Linked DNA regions of Hordeum vulgare: region 1 is linked to region 2. The links are chromatin contacts, called in public Hi-C maps. All regions are on one chromosome and are shown on one strand. The core of a region is the stretch at or near the end of the contact, and the rest is flanking DNA. Distances in the headings are between cores, read along the strand shown. Region 1 has its middle 940 kb from the start of LOC123402578. Region 2 holds the start of LOC123402578 (CDT1-like protein b).

Region 1 (6,545 bases), core at 1,151-3,650, 940 kb before region 2:
AGGGTGATCACTTCCCTATGCAAATTTTATTAGTTGTTATTAAGCAAATAGTACCAATGTTCAGTCTTGCCAGACGAGTTTATTCCAAAACGAAAGTCAAGGGAGTTCCCATAACAACCCCAAGCATGTTAGGAGTGGTCAATATGGAACATAACACCGGTTTGCAAGTAACTAGGGCGAAAAAGGTGGAATAAAACACCGAGCTATAAGGCCAAGCTTTCCACCTCTTACCAAGTATATAGGTGAATTAAATTAAAGAGCAAGAATATGGTGATATAACAAGGAACCCATGTTGCCACATGGAAAAAACTGGACCTGCAACTAGCATGCTATAAGAAGGCTGAGCAAGGAGTAACATAGCCAAACAATGCTTTACAGGCTTATCATGGCAATATTGGGAGGGTGACATCAACATGTGGTAGGCAGCAAAGCATAGCGATAGAAACGAGACAACTAGCATGGCAATGATAGTAATCGTATCTAGGGAAATAATAATATTTCCTGTGATCCTGCTTGGAAGAAGAACGAATCCATGAAGTAGACGAACCAACGTAGTCGAACGATCCTACACTCCAGAGCCGTTCAGATCTCTATCGAGTAGAAACAACCCGGAAACAACAATCAACACACAATAAACACCACAACATATTCATGACATGATGCATGATCAAATATGATGCATGTCCATTTAATTATGCTTGACATGGTAAAGCACAACAATCAACTCCTACACATTAAGTGAAGCTAAATATGCAACGAGTTGCATATTGACCAAACTACACACTTGAATTACTTAGTTCACTCTCGTTTAGGTACACGACAATATTAAATGTTGTTAAACATGTCAAGAGGTAAAGCATAAATAAAGTACACTATCTAGGCATTTTTAATGAGCTCCGAAACAACATATAGTATTTCCGAAATGACCCCATATATTAATTTCAAAATTGGTCCAGATATGAACTAAACATATTATATATTTGTTAAACAGCAAAATAAAGTGGACCATATGATTCTAGAGGTCATTTTAGTCGATTTACATATATAGATCATTTAAAAAGAAGCTATGGTCTAAAAGATATGAGCAACACTAGATGATATGCCACGAATCCAAAATGGATGCAAATGACAACCACAAAATGTTAAATCATGGATGCACAAGATATTATGAAACTGCATGAGATTCTAAGCAAGTTCAAATGAGGCCGGAACAAATTAAGATTCGGTAATGTTCTGTCTATGCACAATTTTAGATTTCTTAAACAGTAAAATAAATGCCACCATGTTGTTCTAAACATTTTTCTGGTCGAGTTACATATATGAAACATTTTAATCGTAGTTGTAGTTATATAATTATGAGGCAAACTTTTTTAACATGGCATCTATGCAAATTAAATGAAAACAACAAGTTAACAATTTTAAACACATGTGAGAGTTGAATATTGTGAATCTACACAACATTATAAGCATTTAACATATATGAAGTTTTTAAATTCGACGCACGGCTATGTTGATATGAATTAAACCATTTTAATATGACAACATGCAAAATAATGCAAACAACGGTTTAAACATTTTTAAACATGCATGAAAGTGGAATATTATTAATCTACACAAAATTGTGGAGATTTCACATATATAGTTTATTTCCATCCGATGCACGGTTAAATAGTTATTATCATTTTAAAATGATGCAAATTTCTATAATTAAAATGTCTTGGTTCATTGAAAAAATCACTAATGGGAAAAACGTAACACGGGTCGAATCTGACTGAACTGGGCCAATATGAGCATCAGGTGTTGGATATAAAATTACGCACTGGGCAAGAGATTGGGGAGCTCGGGTAGCATCTCACCTAGCTAGGCTCGGCCCAAGTCGGCAAGGAGGACCACGGGGCGAGCAGTTGGGTGACGAGGTTGGGCCGGCTAGAGGAGGCAGTGGATGGGCCACGACCTGGCTGCGGGTGAGGCAAGCCTTGGCGTTGGGCCTCATGCGGTCAGCGGCCCATGGGGCGAGGCACTCGCATAACCCACCTTGCACTGGACAACGACGAGGGGTAGGTCGAGGCACCGTCCTCCCAATGATGCAGGAGCCCGCGCTGGAACTGCGGTCATGGCTGGGTTGCCTGCGGATGGATTTGGCGCTAGGAAAGGGACAGTGGCTGTGATGGGCGTCGGAACCCAGATCCGGTCGGTGGAAGTCGGGAGGCGGTCAGCGGCCGCTTAGTGAGGCAGCGGGATGCGGGGGCGCGGCATGGCGCAGCGGCTTGGCATCGCCTGTGAGGAGCTGGGAAACAACGAGGCGGCTCTAGCGAGGGACAGTCAGGTACGGCGATGGCGCTTTAGTTGGCGGCGGCGCCGGCAAGGCAGGGTCGATGGGGAGGAGCTACGGTTGGCAGGGTTAGCTATTTTTCCTGATTTCGGACCGTCAAATCTCGACCGGTCGATCCAAAACGGAGGGGTAGGCTAGGCTGGGCTAGTGGGATGTGTAGGGGGTCTTGGGCTGAGATAAGAGGGAAGATGGCAGTCTGTGACATTGTTTTTAAACCCATAAAACCTCCGATAATTAAACCGAGTTTAGTGCCGTTATATATTTAATGGTTCGGGTATCAAACGAACTCTGAATGCGACAAAAGTTTTAGGTGGTCTAACTACAAAAAAAGACCACACGTCAATTCTCAACCCATTCCGAGAATGTTCTGTACACAGTTTGGAAAATAATATTTTATCGGTGCCACGGGCGCGTGCGTGTGTGGTTGGTCTTAATATGGCCACGGACAAAAACAGAGACAACCTACAAGTAATAACGGATGTAAGTTTAAAAAAAAAATGACGGCAATGGAGTGCCGATTCAATGCGTATGATGCAAATGATGCGATGATGAATGCAGCAACCAAATAAATCACACAGTGACAATGGAATAAAAGGGAAATCTTCTGGAGCATCGATTCCGAGCTGTTACACAGCGTGACATGGCAATAGAAACGAGACAACTACCATGAGAATGATAGTACTGGTATCTAGGGAAATGATCATCTTGCCTATGATTCCGCTTGGAAGAAGAACGAAACCGTGAAGTAGAGAAATCGATGTAGTTGGACGAATCCACAAACTCCAAAGTGGTTTAGAACTCTATCGAGAACAAACAATCCGGAAATAAAAATCAACACACAATAAACACAAAACGTATGAATGACATGATGCACAGACCCATATGATGCATGTCTTGATAGTAATGCAAGGCATGACAATCACAAGAATCAAATACTACACGTTAAGTGAAGCTCAATATGCAACGAGTTGCATATTAACGAAATTCCGCATTCGAATCATTTAACTCACCCTCATTTATTTATACGGGAAGCTTAAATGTTGGTTTATATGGCAAGAGGTGAAGCATAAATTAACTACACCATTTAGACATTTAAACGAGGTCGGAAACAACATATAGCATTTTCGAAATGACCCCATACGTTAATTTTGAAATTGGTCCAGATCTGAACTAAACATGTTTTATACTAATTAAACAGGAAAATAAAGTGCATCATGTGATTTTACATGTTTTTCTAGTCAAGTTACATTTGTAGATCATTAAAATTGAAGCTACGGTTATTTAGTTATGAAATAAACCATTTTTACATGGCATTTGGCAGTATTAATGCAAACAATATTTTAAATGTTCTTAATCATGCATGAGGATGACACATTTGTATTACAAGCAATATAATGAAAACTTTGGCATATAATATGATATGGAGCATTTATTATCATGGCGGAAGGAAAAGGTTGGCACGGCAATGAAAGCGAAAACGGTGCCACAACAACGTTTTGGTTCTGGTAACCCGTTGAGATACCGATGCGAAAGAATTGCGGGTGTGAGCAGGTCATGCCAAACAATGATGGGGTGATCCCGGTTACCGGGTTCCCATGTGCCAGTGGCATGAATATGGAGGCACCTACAACTAACATGGCATATATGAAATGAACAACGTCACATCTCACATAACAATGCATTCATCCACAGGCATCGTCTCAGCGGTATACCTTTGTAGCGTGCATTTGGGGTGGACCGATGTTCGTTGAGGAAAGTAGTTGTACACGTGCCGTAGTGGAAGTATTCATTCGCGCGACGATCTTGATGGATCCATGATAACATAGAGGTTCACTTGCCGATCTTCGTTGACGGCAGTCATACAGGCAGTTGATGACCATAGGATCTTCAGGGTAGGTCTGGCACTTGTAGACACGAGGCTTGGTGATAAGGGACATGTCATGAACCAAACGAAATGACACAAAAGCCTTCACGCGTCGGTATCTAACAGGACAAAAGATCCGACTGCATCTGAAGGCCATGGGGGTTCGTGGATGTGGTGCTCCTCGAGGCCATGGAGTTGTATGAGGTCGACGTCACGAGCAGCAGGGTGGAGCATGCCTGATCTACAGCAGATCGGTGACAGCACGGGAAGGCAGCTGCAACTAATAGCAATAGCAGGAAGGCGTCGAGGGGGCGGCTCGCGGGTGCTGGACAGTGGAGAGGCGCAGCGATGTGCTGAGCGGGGAAGAGGAAGGTCGGGGCATGGTGCATGGATGGCTCTCTCCCTGGTGGCACGATCGGGAGCTAGAGGCGAGATCGAGCAAGGGGATCGATGTGAGGTCGGGAACGACGAGGAGGTGGCTTGGCATGGTGCATGAACAAGAGGTTGAGCATGGCAGGTGCAGGCGATGCAGTGGCGGTGGGGTCGAGTACGACAACAAGTTCAGCTTAAAGTTGCGGGCGGTGGCGCGGATGGCTGCACGGGCAGAGCAGGGGGCGATGCTCGGATAAGGCTCCCGTGTGTTGCGACATGGGGAGGTGGTCATCGACTGACGTGACATGGGAGATGACGGAGGTTGGAGGTGCACGACAACGACTGGGAGGCCGAGGTAGAGTAGAGGTCTGGCAAGGGAGGTCGGCGCGCACGCTCTTGCTCCTCTATATGTGTGTGTGTGTGTGTTGTGTTTGACAACACGAGGAGGGAGACATGAGCATCGAGTCGAAGTTGTCCATGTCTCTAGGGCTAGATAGGGGAGATTGGGCTTTGCGTCGACCTGGAGTTTTGGCGTGGCTGGTCCTCTGTCTCTAATGTGCTTATTCCAATTACAGAATAAGTATAGCCAAAGGAAGAAAAGAAGAGGAAAAAAGGATTAGAGACAAATTTTAGGCATGGGGGTTAATTTTCCTTGACTCGCAAAAATGACCTTGACCAAGAAAATATAAGTTGCATGAAGGCAAGATTTTAATTCAAACTCGTTTGAATTAATTGCAATGGTTTGAACTAGGGCAAGGTATTTGAAGAGTCCGAAAATGTTGAGAATTAGGAGAAGCCTCGTCAAACGGAGAAAGAAATATTAACAAGGTTTGGAGATCAAGCTTGAAGAAGGAAAGGCTTATGATTTGAAATGCAAGTGTGTTGGGGTGAATCCAATCAATGGAATACTTATTGTAGCTACCTCAAATATAGGGATGTTATTATATAAGTTATAAAGAGAAATCACCATGTGCATGTCCCTCGATATAAATGGATCAAAGATCCATACATATTTATTTGAATTGCAAAAATTTAATGACATGATGAATTAAATAAACAAAGTCAGCAAGTCGGTTTTCACATTTTAGCCTTCCGTTCTTACAAATGTTCAAGCTTTAGGTGCTATTTTCATCTATGGGGATATGGTGGTCCTAATTGGCGTCGGGAATTTACGTTATGGAGGAAGCAATGTGATGCAGAATGGATCATGGTGAGCCCGGCCAAACGAAGAGCGGCTCTAGGTCTGATGGCAATGCATTCCAGACCTATTAGGTTATCTATTAAGTCAGGATCTTCTGTTCGCAAGAAATTATCCTTCGCAACCCTCCAACAGTATGAGGTTTGCAAAGGCTACAGATTCCCCATCACTCAAGATGAGCTCATTACACTCTCGAAGGTTGGTTATTCGATCCCTCCGCGGGAACGGGTTATCATTCGTGCATCGCCGCCGGCTGAACTCCGGTGGACGTCAGCATCGCCGCACATCACTTTTGGCACGGTTTGTCGGCAGGTATCACCGCCCGAATCATCCAGAACCCATATTGAAAAGAGCGATATCAGTGGGATTTCTTCCCCATCTTGCGCATATTCGGCTAATCACACCGCGCTAGGCGGGATTTCAAATATGTTCAAAACTGATTTGCTCGATAGCTCAGACAGTGGGCCTCTTTCTGACCCCATTAATGGGTCTTTGGAGGCCACATCTTCAGCTGGGCGAGATATTTCATCACACCCGGATATTCCTTCTTCATAGGAGGCCCACCGACTCTTTGACGAGTTGATTAATGGAATGGTTCTGGAGATTTTTTTCTTACACGATTTGCTCGTCTCGCGGTCATCTAGCTTCCAACTGCACAACTTCGCCGATTTGCTGAATAACATATAAGCATGGTAACAACATCCACATAACATATAGCCCCCGAACTTGCATCCAACACTGGTGTACATTGTCTTCGACAACTTCTTGTGTCTAGAGTG
Region 2 (6,352 bases), core at 1,044-3,543:
ATATTTCTGCACAGTGTGGTACTTTGCAAAGCAAGTGTCAGCTAGGTTCATCCATTTGAGCTAAAATTCTGGCAAGAGAGTATCCTTAGTAGATGATCATCCTCAGCCAAAATTTAGGCCCATTGTCTATGTGCATTACCCGCACCGCTAATCAAACACTTGACTGCTAATTCATGTTTGAGCTTAGTTCGGTCTCCTCGTGAGATTCTTCTATTGTATTCTTCTTCCTAACATCTACCGAGGGAGTGTCTAACCCACCAGACATGCCTATTCCACCGAGAATGCATGGCAATGCAACGGTAACGTGGTGACCACGCGACTCGCATGTAAGTTCACGCGCTCTGGAGTTGGGGCACTCGACCACCATCGAAACCTCGGCGTCAAGCCACCACACCATGTAATTCTTATTAAATAGATACTTTTGTACCAATAAATGATTTTTGGGAAAAATAAATAGCAAATTACAATGCAGTTGCAGTTCAAATTTGACCCGCTTCCTACTGAATCGACGACAATTTGTATTTTTCACTAGATGTGGATAAAAGCTTTTAAAACCCAACCATTTTGTCAATTGTACATTAAATATGGCCTAGTATTTTAGAAAAATTATTAGGTACAATTTTGAAACAAATATATGGTAGGTCCTTCACAAAAAAACTCATTTCGGACAATTTTTCATACAAGGAAAATGAAAACTTCCTTAATCAACATTGTTTGCCATTCCAATATGCACCCTTGTGCATAATATTAGATCGTTTGAACAAACTATGCCATGAATGTGGCCATAAGATTGATCATTTGGCTTGAAAGCCATGAATCTTCACACACTATAACCCATTTCTGAGAACACTTTTTTAAAGTAATCACTGTATTACAAGTTTATTATTTTTCCTGATAACTTGGTCACATATTATCACACAACGCGAAGGTTTTGCATTTTTTTTTAATTTGTTGTGCCCGTTTCGAAATGCGGTCGAAATGTCGGGCATGACCGTTCATAGCTAGGGGTTGAATCTTATCAAAATTTTGTTGGATCTCTAATTAAACAGATAATTTTTTACCTAAAAATAATTTTAGGAAAAATCATGAAAAAACTATGAGGCACCTTTAGTTCAAATTTGACCCGCTTCGTGCTAAATCGGCGACAATTTGTCTTTTTCACTAGAGGTGGATAAAAGATTTTAACACCCAACCATTTGGTTAATTGTACATTAAATATGTCCTAGTATTTTATAAAAATTATTTGGTACAATTTTGAAACAAATATATGGTAGGTCCTTCACAAAAAACTCACTTTGAACACTCGAAAAATGGAAAATGGATTTTTCGTGCAAAGAAAATGAAAAGTTCCTTTGACAACATTTTTTATAATTCTAAGATGAAAGCTTGTATACTCCATAATATCATATTTGGATTTTATCATGTAAAAAAAAAAGCAAAACAATAGGAAAAATACAATGACATATGCTTTATTCTGCTTGATGGAATTGGTTGTGCTAGGAACAAAAACAACATTGCTTGTCATTGCAATATGCACATTTCTGAAAAAATGAAATCATTTGAAAAAAATATAAAAAGGTAAAATATAATTAAAAATAAAAAACAACAAAATTACATAAATTTTATTCTGGTTGGTGGAAACAATCGTGACGTGACATGGATGGATGACATGTCAATCATCCGTCCATCCATGCACCCATACATCTGTTCATTTGTCTGTCCATCCAACCCACCGCAAACCCACCAAACCCAACCCCTCGTGGCCATCTCTCTCTCTATCCACTCTCTCTGAAACCCTATGTCTCCCTCGATCCACATCTCCCTCCCAGATCTCGATCCGCCGCATGCAACAGCCCCCCACCCATCCACCCACCACCGCCCATGGAGATGGAGATGCGGGCGAGCAGCAGCAAGCGCGCGTCTGACGGTGGCATTCACCCCCTCACCCTCTCTCCCCGCTCCTATGGCCATCTCGCACGCCGAACCCTACCGCAGCCTTCCCCCTCCCCCTCCCCGCGATGGACGCCGGCACCCCATCCAAGAAGCCCCGGACGGTGGCCGCCAGCGTCCGGTCGCCGTGGAAGGTGAAGACGTCCGTCGCCTCGTCGGTCGGCCAGTTCGCCACGCCGGAGAAGATGAAGAAGGTGGCCGCGGCCGCGTTGGATCTGGTCACGCCGGAGAAGACAAAGCAGCGGCCGCTGCTGCGGAGGGGCCGCAGCGGCGGCGCCGTCGCGCTGTCCGTCAAGGAGGTCCGGCGGGCGGCGCTCGAGCTGCATCGCGCCGGTAGGGGCCCCGTGGCGGAGGTTGATGCCGGGGTGGACGCGCTCTAGTCTATTGAGAGGGAGCTCGGCGTGGGCGCCGGCGTCGGCCGCAGCCCCGTCAAGCGCAGGCCCAAGGTAAAGCTGCCGAAGAGGTAACTGCCGCAGATCTGCGGTTACCGTTTCATCTCCTGCTTACCCCCATGAAATCCAGTCCTGTTTTCTTAGTCTAGTATAAAACCAACATCAATCTGTCATTTTTTTCCTCAACTTCGCCTGAAACTGAATCGTTCCAAGGATGCGCTCGAATTCTTGTACAGTTATCCAAAAGAGGTTGAAGGGGATAGATATTCTTTGTTCTGGTCGATTAAGGGGTGCAGAAATAGCTAGCACCGAATTTAGAAAGTGTGGAGAAACATCTTGTAATGCACTTAATCAGGAAAAATGGGTTATGCTCCGGTGGGAATATCCAAATGTAAAGGAATTGTTGTGCCTTAGGAAAGTAGGACTGCACTATATATGAGCATTGTTAACTGAAACCAAACTAGTACTACAAATAAAAGAGTGCCCTGATGTGTTTAGGCCTTTATGTTGTTATATGATGATCTTACACCTGGAGGACGTTTTAGCATCTTTTTGATAAAGTATTTCTTGCTGAATGAATAAACCACGTTTCTGCAGTAGTGTAGTAAAATACTGCTTCGAATTGGATCGATAGAGTAAAGAAGTAAACTGATCCTGGAGGAAGTCATACAGATCATTGTTGACCCCTGTCTCGTCAGAGCTGTAGCTGAACCCAGTCCCGGTAGGTTGGTCAACAAATATGATGTTGGAGATCTGCAGGGACCAAGTGCCCTCAGAAGAGGAGGAGGTAACAAAATTTAGAGACCACTCTGAGACTAGAGTGTGTAATAATAGTTGTGACATAATCCAGGAGCTGACTGCAGCCCAAAGAACTCAAATTGACCTTTCTTGGGTGGATCTAGCCTGCTTTCTTGGGTGCCCCCAAACTGAATCCTTTTACATAGTTTCGGACCATCATCATTTTAGTGAAACCAACAACAATCTGTATGTTTTATTTCTCTGATGCAATTTACCGCAACTGACATTAGATAATTGCAATTGTTATCTAGATGCAAAATTCACCCTGTTAAATTCCAGCATCTTTGTATTGCACCAGTTCTGTTTTCTAATTTGGTTTATGTCATTGATGATGATCAGCTATGAGATTCTCTGCGAGTTCTTCAACTGCTTTGAGAGCTCCACCCGGCTCCTCCGCATGAAGGGATCCAAGGCAACATTCCCCAACATCTGCGCTAGCATTCGGAACTTGGCTGAGAGGTACTGGCCTCTTATGACAAAACAATCAGATGATTGCTGCTCCGTTTGATTTAAATAATCTAGTCTCTAATTTACACAATTCTGTCTGCAGGAGGTTTACCTATGGCCATCTCGCACAGCTCAAGTACATCATGCCCGAGGCTATGGTACAGCGTGTTCATGCTAGTATTGTTGTGAACAGTCTTGGCACATATTATATTGGTAGGCTCAAATTGTATCTCTCCGATAGCACACGGAATAGTTGTTTTCGGGATTTTGGCATGTTTAATCACTCTAGCTGTGACGGATTATGGTGGGAATTTGCTTGCTTCTTGGTTGCATTTGGAGCTGGGAGTATTCGGCCTGCTACAAATTTGTTTGCACGTACTTACCAGAGCTACTATCATGTAACTACACAGCCAACAATACATTAAGAAATGATAAAATGTTTACATTAATAAACTGTATTATGTAATAGCTCTGTAGTTACATAATACATTAATTTCTTAATGTATGACCGGGATTTGCTGCTCCGTTTTACTGCTCATAAAATAAAATTGCGTGTACGTGTAGCATGCTGAACCTAACATTGTCAGCGCAACTGTGCCAAGTGATTTTGCATGTTACTTCTAGTTTCTCCCATGAGTTTGCATTGCATTAGCATTAGCGTTTTGTCCCTATGAGTTTGGAGTTTACTGTATTCATATCAAAGTGCCAGCTTCTATTCCTTGCTGCTGGTGCTGGTGCTGGTTCAAGCATTGTGTTACAGTCATTGTGTCTGTGTCCGAGTCAGTTTGGACTTCACAGTATTTTTTCATATGTCTCATGATGAGTATGTGTTACTCTGCTTGATGACTTTTGTCTGTGTTACTCTGCTTCATGACTTTTGTCTGCGTTACACTGCTTACTGAGTTTTACCTGGTCCATGCCATTAGCTTCCATTCCCAACTGCAGTAACCATGCAAGCAAGCACCACCCAATACTACTGGGTAGCGGCTGCATTGCAAGTAACTTTCCAGTGTCTTTTCATTCAGTCCCCATCAATTTTTTTCCTGAGAAACCCATGTGGGTGTCCGTTTGATGGCATCCGCACGCAGCGAACATGACATACACGCATACATATATCCTTGTTTTATCGGACGCAGCAATTGTGCCTACCATTGCCTGTTTGAGAGCTTGATGTCGGTTACTTGGTACTGCTTTCACTGATATTTGTTGTCTGCTTATAGTTATACTTCGTTTGTTTGTTGTCCATTTGTTGTGTTAACTTGCACTGTGCTGGTATTTATCATTTGCAAAATGTATCTTAGTTTTCGTTGTTATGAGAATGTTATATGCATGGTTTTCTGTTAAATCTAAAGTTCTGCAACAAATTTTCATCGTTATGAGATTTTTATATTCACGAATTCAATTGATTATGTTTCTAACTTTTTATAATTTATTACTTGCAGATGCTGGCCTTCATTCTTCAAAATTTGGGTGTACACGATCTTTAGGAAGAAGAATCCCGAAGAAAACCCATTCCCACCAATCCGTTTTAGCTCACTGGAGCTAGTTATGTGTATACTTAGTTGTATTTTATAGCTGAGTACCAGATTTGTACTATGTGTGATTGTAGTGTACTTTGCATGTTCTTGTATGAAATATTATGTCTAATTGGCTCTTTTAGAATCAAATTATCTAATTGCATAAATATAGAATGGGGCATGCTACGCGTCGTCCGGCGGATCTTTAAAAAGGATCCGTCGCCTCATGAGCCGTTGATTGTGTGGCGCGAGCCGTCAGTTTCTCTGCACTAGTTTCTTGCAACAATACTCTTGTTGCGAAAACTTCTCTTTAATTTTCTACAACAAATCTTTTGTTGCAAAAAAAAACTCTTATTTTCTGCAACAAGTCCTGTGTTGCAAAACCTCTTATTCTCAAATTTTTTGCAACAAGATCCTTGTTATAAAAATTTAAAACACGTCCCCCACCACGATAATCGTCAAATGTCCACGCGCACAGTCATCTGCAACCATCTGATCTAATTCCTGGGATGCAGCTCAGTCGTCATATTAATTCCTGAAACAACAAACTAGTTGCCCAAGCAACCTCTTTGTTTCGGTCCTGACAAAGCTGTAAATGGCTATGCAATTTTTTCTGCCACAAAGATTTAATACGGGATGACCGACAAAATTGAGCCGACAACTTTTGCAACAAGCGTAATGTTGAGTTCCGGTGTTTGCGACACGGGCCGTGTTGCGGAACTTTTGCATCATAATATTATTTTTTCAACAAAGTTAATGTTGCAGATTTTTTTTTGCAACAAGGAGGATGTTGCAAGAAAAATCCAAATCCAGCTACTCGTCCTCCCAGTCAAATGAGCCCCCGAAACATCCCTACTTGTATCCAGTATGAAGAATACTTGTCCTGAAACAATAGGTCAGTTGCAGGAAACGAAAGCGGCTTGGGCACACACAGGATGTGGTGCGACTCTGTGATCAAATCGAACGACCGCGGAGCTGACGGACGGCCGCGTGCGATCGGCCGGTGGAACATAATCTTTTCCCTATATTGACGTGTGGTACCCAAACAGCAATCCACGTAATTGATTCCCATTTGACTAGTGGGTCCTACTTTAAAATGGAAAGTAAACAAAAGAAAATTGACAAGTGGGTTGGAAAAAAGGATTAGGCCCAAAACAATATGAACTGTAAAAGGCTGCGGCCCAAAAAATAAAAGGTTGTTGGGCTTGGCCCATGTAGCTGATCAAAATTGAAGAGAAAAAACATTAA

Evidence for each region. A called contact is a pair of places that touch in the nucleus more often than the background predicts.
Region 1: a Hi-C map of seedling shows a contact between it and region 2, with 3 times the contacts expected there. The contact joins the enhancer-like site here to the promoter of LOC123402578 in region 2. A contact is called at or near these places in 2 of 6 Hi-C or Micro-C datasets (leaf and seedling) and 1 of 1 datasets of contacts at active chromatin or transcription factors (embryo).

Annotation. Positions count from the first base shown.
Region 1 is chr6H:279,894,091-279,900,635 of MorexV3_pseudomolecules_assembly, reverse strand. No RefSeq gene overlaps it. Among protein-coding and RNA genes, the nearest start is that of LOC123402578, 940 kb to the right of the region's middle. Within about 2 kb of position 2,400, at least 3 of the 3 cell types and tissues checked have open chromatin away from gene starts, as enhancers often do. A contact at or near this core is called in leaf and seedling, where this site is marked.
Region 2 is chr6H:278,954,700-278,961,051 of MorexV3_pseudomolecules_assembly, reverse strand. LOC123402578 (CDT1-like protein b) reads left to right here and starts at 2,293. Exons shown (of 4, transcript XM_045096504.1): 1 at 2,293-2,396; 2 at 3,480-3,599; 3 at 3,691-3,745; 4 at 5,030-5,090. The coding sequence starts at 2,308. The coding sequence ends at 5,074.